2 separate regions of the Mus musculus genome follow, and region 2 is linked to region 1. Evidence: chromatin contacts called from public Hi-C data. All regions are on one chromosome and are shown on one strand. The core of a region is the stretch at or near the end of the contact, and the rest is flanking DNA. Distances in the headings are between cores, read along the strand shown.

Region 1 (6,477 bases), core at 3,642-6,141:
AAACCAACTTCTGAGAATTTATTAGATATATGCATTATGCATGTTTTCTCTGGCCTATCTCCATTTTTGTGTATCTTTTAATGAGAAAAAAATTAGTGTATTTATTTTTTATGGTTTGTATGGTTTATGCTCTGCCTAAGAGATGTGTGCCTGTCCTCTGATTTTAAATTAATTAATTAATTAATTAGTGAATTAGTTAATTAATTTTCTTTCTCCACCTCTGTATGTTCCTTCTTCCCTCCTCCCTTTGCTCTACTGGCTTTAGCGCTTTCATTTAAGTTTGTCAAAGTTAGTCTTGAGGGCATTTTTGCATAAGATATGAGATTCAGATCAAAGTTTCTGCTTTTGATGGATGACACCTACAGACAAGCATTTACTCTGCACCCTGTGCAGAGAGCACGCTGGTCACCAGCGGCTTCTAATGGCAGTGTGAAGCGCAGGTGTCCTGGGCAGCCTCTGCCAGTGCAAGAGAATTTCTCTGCCTCGTGGGAGCGTTTGAAAGGCGATAAGTAAGGAGTTGTCATAATGGGGTCATGTTCGGCTCAGAGGGCAATTTGCTGGAATTTAGGGGAGTTCCTTTCCTCTGAGGTCAGAGAAAGCTCTTGGGAGGAGGAGGGTTTCGAGATGGGATTAGAGGGGTGAAAAGGAATTTGGTATGCTAGATGTAGGAAATGAGCTCAAATAAAAGCTGCACGGTGACTAGATCTCTAGTAAGGGAAAAGGGGATTGTGTGTGTGTGTGTGTGTTTCATGCACAAATATGCTTATTTGTTTATATACATATATGCCTATCTATCTATCTATCTATCTATCTATCTATCTATCTATCTATCTATCTATCTACACACACACACACACACACACACAATCTATGTCTATGTAGATCTCTAATTGGAAGCCAAGCTTTGCCTATATCCATGAAAACTTCATATCCATGCCAATGCCTGCCTTACTGTCTTCATCTCTGTCCATATCAGTGTCTGTATTTGTGTTCATATTTAAGCCTGTGTCAGTGTCTCTGCCTACTCTGATATCTGTGTCTGCATTCATGTCAGCATCCATGTCCTGGCCCATGTGTGTCTCAGCACTCATATCTATGTCTCTGTTTAAGCCCGTACAAACCTCCAGGTTTAGGAGCAGTGAGCAGACTGATGGCCTTTCGGAACTTAATGGTGAAATGCCTGTATTTAAAAGCAGGGCTTTTCAGAGGTCAGTTCTAGTCAGATTTGCTAACACTTTTCTTGTCTAAGCTAGGGCCTCACTACTCAGTATGGGACAGGACATTAGAAATCACCCTGGCCACGTGTGGAAATGGCAGAGGTGGTGGGGACACATTGCCTGGTTCTGGGACTCTAGCTCTCTCTGCTTATGCCTCTCACTCTCTTAAAGCCAGGGAGCTATCTATACCTCTGCATCTCCGTGCCTCTGCAATGTTCCCAGTGCTTTACCGTTTGGTCCTTTGGAATTAGAAGTGAGCAGAATATCAGCCTTTGCTAACGTCACTGTATAGGTGTAGAATTATTGAGCCAACAGAACCTTTCTCTGTTCTTTGGATAATTTAGCACGGTTTGAAGACAGGGACTGTGCTTTATTGACTGACATCCCCTCATCATCAGCTGCCTACTTGAACCATACTTAATATTAAGCAACCACACCTGCTGCTAACGTTCTGTCCCCGTAGGAAGACAATGTAGGCTCCGAGGATTTGGATGCAGGTTCTTATGCCTACGATTGCTCTTACCCACTGGGACATCTCCTGGCCACCTTGATTTTCTTTTTCAGAATCCAACCACCTTCTCCCAAACCCTCAATCTGTGCTCTGGGGATTCTGCTGGAACTGTACAACCTTATGATAGATTCATTAGTCCCTTGTGGTCCAATTTAGTTCTGTCTCCACAGAATACTGGGGTTTCTGCATACAATATAGACCCTGCCAAAAGCTAGGGAAGGCAACTGTTATGTCCAAACCTGGCATGGGCACTGCAGTAGCAAGGTAGATGGGATCCGCTGTCTCTTTATTCTCATGAGTCTGGTTGGGGAGCTGTTGGTCCAAGAGAGATGGAGGGCAATGTTTCCTGTTTTGAGCCTTTGGGGCACAGCAGGGGTGAAGTCCTCTGGCTTGTCTCTTGGGTTTCCATTCGCATACCTCTTAATTCCTAATGTGTACATCCCAAGAGAGCCCTGAGCATGATTCTTTTGCTCCATCATTGGCAGCAGTTTGCTGCTGATTTGGCTGGAACTCTAGCTCTGAAGGTCTCTATAACCCAGTGTGCCCTGGAAGGGAAGACCCACACTAGTCTTCTGGGAGCCTGAGTGTCCCTTGGAATCAGAGCCCCTCTGTTTATTTTCTTAAGGCTTAAGTGATGAGTTTCTGCTGACTTATAGGGAAGGTATGTGTCCTGTGGAGGAGGCAATGAGTAGCTGTTTTTTTAATCCAAATTTGGAGACGTCTCCATGGCTCCTGGGCTCTCCGTGGGGCACAGGCAGAGCTCAGCTATCTGTTGCTTGAGGCAGCTTGGCACTGGGAAGGACTCAGAATAGCAGAGTAGCTCTTAGCATGCAGTCCAGTTACTCTGGACTTGGGGACTGAGACTGGAACTCTGCTCTCCACATCAGCCATGACCTGCTCCTGTAAAGTCAGACTGGATCATCCCTGTTCATGTGTCCCTGCTTCCCCATGCCTTTTAATAATTCAAATTTCAACCCTGGAATTCTAGCCCATGTTGATTCTTCTAGAAGGTTCTCATTGATTATCTTTGCCTAATTTAATAATCATATTGTGCCTTCACTGTGCACAGTTTTTCGTTCTTTCCCTATGTATGCCTCTAGTAATACCTTCCATTCGTTTCCAGAATTGTCCTTGTTTTCTGTGATTGGTTTGCATTGTCGCTACAGGGTGCTTGGGGCTTGTGGGTAGGGTACCACACTTATACTGTCTAGATTCCTTGGGCACTTAGCACCCAAAGGGAGCTTAGAGAATAAATGCAAAGGCCACTGTCCCTATAAGAGCTTCTTGTGCCTTTAAACAGAGTCACTCACAGCTTTGTTGCTCTGGCAATCTCTGTGTAGATGTCTCTCTCAACACATACAGTGGAACACTTGTTTGTTTATAGATTATTATTTATAGATTATTATTATTATACACTTGATTGTTTATAGATTTCTCTCCTTTTAGCAAGTGGCGAGGCAGCTGGGGATAGGTGCTATGTTCTACTCATCTCAGCATCCATATTCAAAGACCTGTTAGCTCGAACTGTGTTCCAAAGGTAAATGAACTACTTATGTGCTATTCAGTAAGAATCTCTTAGGCCAACACATCGTTCTGAGTCCAGCTGCCAATCTTGCCAGATGGAGGGCACTTCTATGGCAGGGTGGGATCAGACTATTTGCTCTGTTGCCCGTGTAGCTCAGCCTCTTGCCCTTCACGGGAAACATGGGGGAGTTGTTATGGGTGGAACAGAAACAAACACACCCACCAAGAGATGACTTGTGAGCTTTCCACGTGATCATGTCTGGGTCAAATAGACCTGGAACATAGGGGATAGATGTACAGGTAAGCAGTGGTATATGGCACACAGTAGATGCTTAATGGATTCCTCTATCTTGAAGAAATCAAACGCCAGCACAGGCCTTTTCCCTCGTGGGTTATGTCTGAGCCCTGAGCTGTGCTGTGACCCTATGTAGTAGCATCACAGTTGGCAGAAGTCTACAAAAGGCAAAATTCACTTCCTCAGCCCTCTCGCATCTCTGTGATGCCAAAGAATATTGCCAACTATAATTATTTGGATCTAAAATGTGTCCCCAAAGCCTACTCAGAAAGGATTAGTCTCCAGAAATTTAAAAGGTAAGGTCTCGTGAAAGATTTTATATCACGAGAGGTATTCCCCTTGAAGTGAATATTGGGACACTGACCCAGTTCTCTCTTACACATCTCTGCTTAGAAGTGTATGATTTTGCCACCTATACTATCACCATGACACACTGCCTTGCCACAGGTCCCAAGCAACAAGACCAACTGGGCATGGATCAAAGCCTACAGGACAGTGAACCTTTCATCTTTTAAAGTTGATTATATTAGGCCCTTTGTTAGAGTAATGCAATGTTCATGGAGACATTTCCTCTTGGCTTGTATGCTCCCAGAAACCGAGTCCTTACCTGAGTTGTTCTGAACTCTATAGACAGTGCCTGGGGCAGGACAATGTCTTTGGTGGGAGCTCTCATGCTTGTGGATAATAGGCATGGGACTTTGCATAATGGAGATCACAGTGGTTGATTCATGCTGTCTGGGGCACTATAAGCTTCCCTTTCAGAGTTCCATCTGAGTTGGGAATACCCCAGCACAGTCCAGTTGAGAGAGTGATGGATGGGATGGGGTTAGGGGTGGGGATGGGGATGGGGGTAGGGGTGGAGATGGGGATGGGGGTGGGGGTGGGACGGGAGTGGGGGTAGGGATGGGGATGGGGAGGCAGGGTTATATATAGAGGAGGGAGGCAACCATTACTTCCTCTAGGCAGATGGACCCTCGGGTCAGCCTGAAGACCTCTGGCTTCTGCACACAGCAGAGTAAGTGGCCTGGAGGGTCTCATCCACGTGGCTAACAAGGAGCTTCCTAACTTTTAAAGTCCTCTTGACCCCTGGCCAGCTGTGGTCTATTCCCCAGTTCCCTGAGTTTGTTCTGAGCTTACTTAGAATATGCCCCCCCCTTCAGCTCTCTGAATGTTTGAAAGGAAGAGTGAAGTAAGTTGATCTTCTCTGCTGCTCAGGGTACAGGCAAGTTTAGCAGCCCAACCTTAATTATGCAGGCTGGGGGGCTCCCTGAACTTCCATGTGACCACTGCATAGCTGACACACAGTGGGACAAAGGCTGCTGGGAGTCCCAGGAGGGAAGAGCTCAGGTCCTGGGCATGGAATCTGACGGACGATTGTTATTGCAACGGGTCTGTAGCTGAATGACATCATCCTATCGAGAGCAGGGATTTTTTTTGTCAGTCTTTTAACACAAGTTTATGTTTTTCAGACCTTAAATCTGCAGGTCATTTTTTACATTTGCTATTGAGAGCAGATGTGGCTGATCCCTATCGGGTTCTACTGAAAAAATGACGGGGTCGCAGAGGGTCAAATACAGAGAGCCTTTCAATCTCCGTTATTATTTCCTCTACTCAGTGGCCTCAGCAGGAAGCTTATGCTTGGTAATGGTGGCCTTCATAATATCCTCATGCTTGCGAGTCCCAGGCCCTGGCCATGGGTGATTTTTACACTAGAAACCTCTTCTAGGCTCAGCTGCCTGATATGACAAGGAAGCCCTGGCTGAGAAGCAGGAAACCCAAGTTTTCAAACCTCAGCTCCCTGACGCATGTGATGGTCTTTGGATGGAATGGTCTGTGCTCTTGACTTTGGATGTCCTTGCGGATGGTGTGTGGAAAATCAGAGAGATGCCTTCATTAACAAGGATGCTCACTTTTTAACTGCCTTGGCATCTAGTAGGTTGTGCTGGTAGGACGGGTGGATTTGGGATCTTCCATAGGAGAACTGTGAAGAGTTTCCTCTATTCACATCTGTCACTGTCACACTGTCACCTATGATGACTTTTAAGGGAGGCTTTATATTCATGGGCCACTTGAATAGGAAAATTTCCAGCTTAGACTTGTATACATTTTTGGTATGCATGCATGCATCCAACTATCTGACATTTGTGGAGCAGTGGGGCATCTTCTCTTAACTTCTTATCATTACAGATATTAAGATGGACAAGTCAACCCTCTTCTAGAATTCATAGAAGATTTATTGAAGAGCGCAAGCTTGTATGATATAGGCAAAAGATGAGATGGGGATGGGGCACTTCAGCAGGCAGACAGAGAGTGGGGAGGTGAGGTTGAGAGGTGCCATGTGAAAGAAGGAACCCACAGGTCTTGCCACTATGAGGATTTCATGTGTGATAACACAACCTTGGCTCCCTCGGCCTTTTGCTGCCTCACTCCCAGTTGTATTGACAGAGCAAAGGTAGATGTATTCAGTTGGAGAGGGAAAGGGTTGAGGTATACATAGGTATGTGCATGGCATATGAGAACCTTCAGAAGCACTTAAAAATGTGAGCTTTGGGAGGAGAGATGGGAACTCTCATTAATGGAGACTATTAGTTGGTCCATTTACTTTTTAAAAATATAAGTATTCATCTACATAAATTCTTCTTATGACTTGTCCATGTTTTCCCAAATATATAGTTTTGGTAACCTGGTGCACAGTGGCTATTCAGAAGACTTGCTGACTATGTGAGGCCAACACAGGGAACCTCACTGAGTCTTTGGGAATCTCAGCATTGGTGGAGAAGGGGAAGAAACTGGAATTGTACTTGTACAGAACCTGGACAGCTCCAGTAGGCATGGCAGATAGCGTCCCTCCCCTCTGACTCTTTTGTTTCTCTATCTAAATCTGGGACAGTTGGAGCCATTTCCAGATGAAGCCAGAGCTGCTTGGCTTC
Region 2 (6,093 bases), core at 2,120-4,619, 1.1 Mb after region 1:
CCCCAAACACTCTTGTCTGGTGAAGGGATAAACAAACAGGCCGATTCCCTTACAATGGAATAGTAGTCACAAATAAAATAAAATGAGTAACTGATGTGCGTAGTAGCATGGGTGCATCAAAAATGCCTTGACTCGATGAAAGGAGCCATATTCAAAGAGACATACAATGAATGATGATTCCATTTATATGATATTTTAATTAAGATAAAGTATCGGGTCATAAAACAGAAATGGGACTGGCAGCAGAGGAAGTAGAATGACTTCAGAGAAGCCTGAAGAGTTGCCCATGTGATATAAATATTGCCATCTCCAAGACTCTGGTGGTTACAGGTCTGAAAGCTTTGATTGTAATTATAGAAATTATTCAGGAAATGGTGTTCACATTGAATATCAAACTCCAATAAGCCTTACTTTTTCGGGCAGAAGAGGTTCTCTAATTCTCTGCTCAAGCTATTGGGTATGCTCCCATACCTAAGGCCCACTAGGAATAGCTTTTGAGAATCCAACAATATCCAAGAGACAGGAGTCTCAAGTTTTCTTTTAGAAAACATGTATCCTTAGAACTTGTATGGTTACACCTCTCCATGGATTTTTGCCTTATCACCTTCTTGCAATTCTCATTTGATTTTCTTAGATTCAATAAATCTCCCATATTCATATTCTCTCTCTCTCTCTCTCTCTCTCTCTCTCTCTCTCTCTCTCTCTCTCTCTCTCTCTCTCTCTCTCAAGTGGCTTACCTGGAATGAGTGGGATAGCCACTTGATTTTTTTCTTCCAAGACCCCACTTCTCTCTCATATCTTATAAGAAGCTCCACCTTCTAGTTCTTCATATTTCAAGGCTCAGATAATTTCTGTTTTATGTTCACTTCAGTTGAAATGAACTCATCAAAAACTCTACTCTTCTTTATCATTTGTATATGCGTGGCATGTGACTTACCACAGTTTATTATTCTGACTGACAATGAAGATAAGCTGTGGTAAAACTTAGTAGGGGTCACCAATATCAATGATTCTTATCCTGGTTGGAAGGTAAACTTTATTTTCTAGATTCTTAGATATGAAGAGATATATGATAGTGGAGAAGGGACTTGGAAAACTAGAATGCTTCTAGAACAAAGCTAAAAAAGAAAATTGGAGATATCAACAGACCCCCTTTCCTATTATCTATGAGAGTAGATGTTTTATGTGTAGGCAGACAAATTGGAGCCTTTCTTGCAGCACAGAGGAGTCATATAACAGAGGGTCCTCTAGAGACAACTTCAGCATTTGTGTGGACACAAAACAGACTTCCTTTTTTAAGTTGCTGAGATTTTATACTATGGTATAACCTGTGTCTTCTTGAACTATATAATAATATTATAGAAAATCATAATGCAGTTTACAATCCAGCCCCATGAAACCAATTGGACAAGGGAATAAGTAAATACTCCCATAATTCCAGAGTTCAATACACTATGTTACATACACTAGAAAGGTCCACAAAACCTGTCTAATGAATTGAGATTACAAACCAATACTTTAAAAGTATCTTCTTAGGAACACTATGGGAAAAAGAAAAAGAGGAGGAAGAAGAGGAAGAAGAGGAGGAGGACTAAGTGAATTACATCATTGATATATACATATTCATATATGTTTACATATACATATGCACATACACATATACATATTGGCCAGTCATATCTGCTTCTACCTTAGGTTGTCCAGTCATCATCCAAGAGCTTCCTCTGGTACCTGATGGGAATAGGTGCAGAGATCCACATCCAGTCACTACCCAGAGAGAGTCTAAGTTGGAAGTTTCAATCAGTTCCCTCACCTCAGAGCTCAGGGAAAGCCATGGAAGAGAGGGAGAAAAGATTGTAGAAGTCAACGGGATTGCAAGACACCAGGAGAGTACTGTCCACTGAATCAACTACACAGGGCTCATAAGAGCTCACAAAGACTGAATTGGCAAGCACAGGTCTGCATGCATCTGTACCAAGTCCCATGCATATATGTTATGACTGTTAGCTTAGTGTGTTTTTGTGAACCTCCTAGCAGTGGGATTGAGAATGTATCTCTGACTCTTTTGCCTGCTCCTGAGACTCCTATCATCCTGTTAGGTTGCTTTTCCCAACCTAGAAATAAGGGCTTTTGCCTTGTCTTATTGTATCTTCCTTTGTCATGTTTTGTTGTTGTCTCTTAGAAGCCCACTATTTACTAAGGGGAAATGGTGAAGGAGGGAAGGGCATGTGTGGGTGAACATGAATGGGTGGATGGAGGAGAAACTGTGTTTGGGATGTTTTGTATGAGAAAAGAACCTATTTTCAGTAATACAAAAAGAATACTCAATGAGGCTCATAACTGTTACTTTGAACTAATTTAGTCATAACCTTTCATTTTTAAATTATGGAAACTGACATCCAAAAGCAATCAGTACTTGACAGTATGGCCATCATATGAGTAGTTATTGCTAGGCAAGAGCCCTAGTCCTAACCTGCTAACTATCCTACAACATAAAACCCTAAAAATAACAGTGAACAGTAATTTTAAATCACATGTATCTTAGCTTTCATTCTTCCATTGTGTAAAATAATAGAAGGCTATTTAAAAAGACCATTCTTCAAAAATCATACGTCTTCTTCACTCTCATGGCTTTCCAAGAAAATGTGATCTCTTCAAACTTCTTTTGTGCCTGTTTAATCAAAAGGCCACCTGTAACACACATGGACTGACTGAAAACCAAGTTGTTTCAAACAATTGTTGAAAACAATAAGCAGCACATTATTTCAGAATGTAAATAAATATTATGTTCTGTGTTATGGGTTTTGGATCTTTGTATCCATGTAAGCAAAAATGGGGTCAAATGGAAAAAATGCAATATTTGAAATCAGAAACTAGGGACTTAAAAATCCAAATCTTATATTTGTGGTTATTGAGTATTCTCATTCATGTATCACAAGAACCAGGTATCATAATTATTGTCTGTAACCACAGGGCTAGAGAATTGGAGACAGGAGGATAATCAGTTCAGACTGGTTATCCTTGGCTATATAGCAAGACCAATTTAGGAACCCTGCCTAAAATTAACAAAGTTAAAGAGTAAAGTCGGTAGGAGCACTTTAGCACATCCATGTACCAGCGCACACAGTCTTCTGCTAATTACTCTGCAGTTACTTCTCTTGTGGACTCTTCTCACCAGTCATGGGATCTGCGTCTGTGCTTTTCATCCCCGTGTAATCTGCAGCCCGCATCACATCCAGCTCCTTCTCTCCTGCCTCTGTAGATTTTCATCAGCCAAGACAAGAAGCCAGGTGGGACAGACTTTGTGAGGGACAGAACATGGGGGCCTGATGGAGGTGAGGAGAGATGGGAGGAAATGTCAGAGTGTTGGGAGAAAGTATGTTGATGACGCAGTAGGTGGGAAAGCTGGTCTGGTTAATGTCCGAGGTGTCCCAACACTCCAGACACTGCTATACTTACTCCTGTGCCACTGGAGTGAAACTTTTCTTAGGATCACTAGTCACTCAGCAAATCTTTTTTTTTTTTCCTTGAAGTTTTGCAAAGCGCATTTCCTGGCTCCAGGATTTTGCCACTGATGCCTATACAGACCGTTACTTTTATATTCTTTTGAAGCTATGTGTTTGTTTCAGGCAAGGCTTACATAGAAAAACTTAGGATTAGAAAAAAACAAAACGAAAAAGTAGTTCTAAATCATGGCTCTGAAGAGCAACAACTAGACTACGAGACATGCTTTAGCAAGGACTCCCTCAGAGGCACTGATGATGTCAGAGATACAAATAGCACGGCCCATCACTCAGCTGCATGCCTCCTAACCACAGAAGCACAGACATACACTAATGGACACATGGCTGCCTGTTTTTAGTGGATCTGCTACCAATTCTGTATCAGCATCTTTGTGTTTTTTGGCAAACTCAGGAAAGAGATTGCTAATCTTAGCACCCTAATTGGGGAGACTATCTGCCTTCTTTCGAGATTTACAGTTCCCAAGGTCTAAGGGGCACCCAGCTTATGTCCTGGCAACTCATTGCACGGCTTTGTTACTATTTGGAAACCACTTATTAGAATCTGCTTTAAACGTTATGGGAGAGTCGCTGCTGGTGTAAAATCATCCTCTAAGTTTTACTGAAGACATTGACCTTTTCTGTTCCCTTTCTTATGTGCATAGAAATCCAGTATGCCTCAGCCTGACATGGTCCATCAGTCACGAAAATGTGACACCCAGAACAGCAGCTGGGGGTGGGGAGGGTATAGAAGTACAAGAGCAGCTTCCTTACCCTGCCTGTGCTTTGAGCTGCACACCAATCTGCAGCTCCATTTTCCTTTCTTGGCCTTGGGCCCCTTCTTTCCGGCACTCTGTTTCAAAAAACATCACAAGCTTTGCAGGTGGTTTGTGTTGCACCACAGCTCGTATTCCTGACAGATCCTACGTCTGCACATTAATACTCCTCAATACTTCCAGCCTGAAGCTTTCCCAGACACACTGGCCTAAGAGCCTCAGAAGCAACACATTATATGGCTTGCTACACAGGAATTCCTTCTGGGTCTGAAGGTTGGAAGGTCATAGTGCTTTAAACAAAATAGGCTTCATGGCCACTTGCCTATGAACTTTAAGGTATTTGACTACATGAATAAGAAACCAGTCTTCTACAAAGATGCTGGGCAGCGCTGAGTTACCACAAGCATGAATGATTATCAATGCTACAATTACAATCATACAGTGCTTAGAAAATCAATCAGTAAACATTTGTTAGGTCCTTCTCCTCTATGTGACATTATCTAGTTTAAATAATATATTTCTTTTCAAAGGATATCACATAAGGCCAGTGATTATTTATACAATTTATAATTAAAAGAATACCTAAAACAATGTAATCTGGCAAAGGCTATATATACACTTAGTTTAAGGACAGGCAGGGCAGGACACTAAACCAAGATAAAGGGTTCCTGAGTTCAGGCTAGCTAACCCAACTTATTCATTCAGAGACTGAAAAACAATGAAGAGAATGGTGTTAACTGGCAAAGAGATGAAAGGAAAAAAAAAAAGCTCAGCAATTGACTTCTACATTGTTACAATCTGTCATTTGAGGAGCCATTGGAATAGTTTGCTGGGCTGGGGAGCGATTTTTCTCATTTTACTATTTTGCATTGAAATAAAGTGGGATACCTTAGTTTGAAATGTGTGAAAACAAAGTTTTCAAGCTTTAGCAACAAATACAGAATGGTGGAGCAAGGGAGAGTTTCGTCTCCCAGGAAATCTGGAAATAAGAGAAGAGAGAGCTATTCCTAAGGGTCCTGAATAGATGAGTGAAGTGACTCTCAATAAATCAGACCTTTGGAGACAACAGTCAATAAAAAGAAGGAGTACAGAAGCCGCCCCTGGGGTGTCCATTCTTTCCTTTTTTTTCTTAAAGAACATGATTTTGTATTAACTCTATGGACACATTTATGGTGACTCCAAATTGCTGTTACTTTAAATCTAGAATTTTATTTTAGGTTCTTACCCGGAGAAATTTGGAGGTAGTAAAAGATATCAGATTAGAGAAGGAGGGGAACATTCAAGAAATACCGTGCATTAACACAAGGCTCACCCTATCCCTTGGGGACTGACATCAAGCCACAGAAGAATTAGCAGGAGTGGAGAGTGGGGGAGCCCTGTCAATTGCCTGTTGGAAAAAAATTGACAGAGGGTCCAAGCCAGAGGGTTTCTTGAGAAGAGAGGGCTGGAGGACTGCGGAGGTCCACAGTGCATAACTAACCCAAGATTTAGATATAGGCTGACAGATCCGATCTCAGAATCACACTGGAACTGACCACAGCTCCTGGCCTCCATGCCTCATGGGAGGGCCCCTTCCATTTTAGTGTGATTAGAGTAGAAGAATATCTATGGGTCTTGTTCACAAGACAGCTCTGGGAACATTCTCAAAATGTACATCTTCAATCCCTTATCTAGTTTTTGTTCAATCTACTTGCTATTTGGGTAAATGACTAAGAGTAGAAAATCATGAAGAAGCTTGGTTTGGGGAACATAACCTTATAAAGTACACAGTCATGAACTTGCCTTCTTTGGAATTAATCTGGAAGTATTCAAGTATA

What was found. Hi-C and Micro-C count contacts between places; a contact is called where the count stands out from the background.
Region 2: a contact with region 1 is called in a Hi-C map of reprogramming fibroblasts, with 3 times the contacts expected there. The contact joins two enhancer-like sites. A contact is called at or near these places in 2 of 15 datasets of contacts at CTCF or cohesin (pro-B cells and stem cell-derived epiblast-like cells), 37 of 484 Hi-C or Micro-C datasets (the C2C12 cell line, the HL-1 cell line, the Patski cell line and 24 more) and 3 of 115 datasets of contacts at active chromatin or transcription factors (astrocytes, embryonic fibroblasts and vascular smooth muscle cells).

What each region holds. Positions count from the first base shown.
Region 1 is chr12:9,173,995-9,180,471 of GRCm38.p6, forward strand. No RefSeq gene overlaps it. Among named protein-coding and RNA genes, the nearest start is that of Ttc32, 150 kb to the left of the region's middle. Within about 2 kb of position 4,892, at least 11 of the 459 cell types and tissues checked have an H3K27ac peak or open chromatin away from gene starts, as enhancers often do.
Region 2 is chr12:10,227,547-10,233,639 of GRCm38.p6, forward strand. No RefSeq gene overlaps it. Among named protein-coding and RNA genes, the nearest start is that of Nt5c1b, 140 kb to the right of the region's middle. Within about 2 kb of position 3,370, at least 27 of the 459 cell types and tissues checked have an H3K27ac peak or open chromatin away from gene starts, as enhancers often do.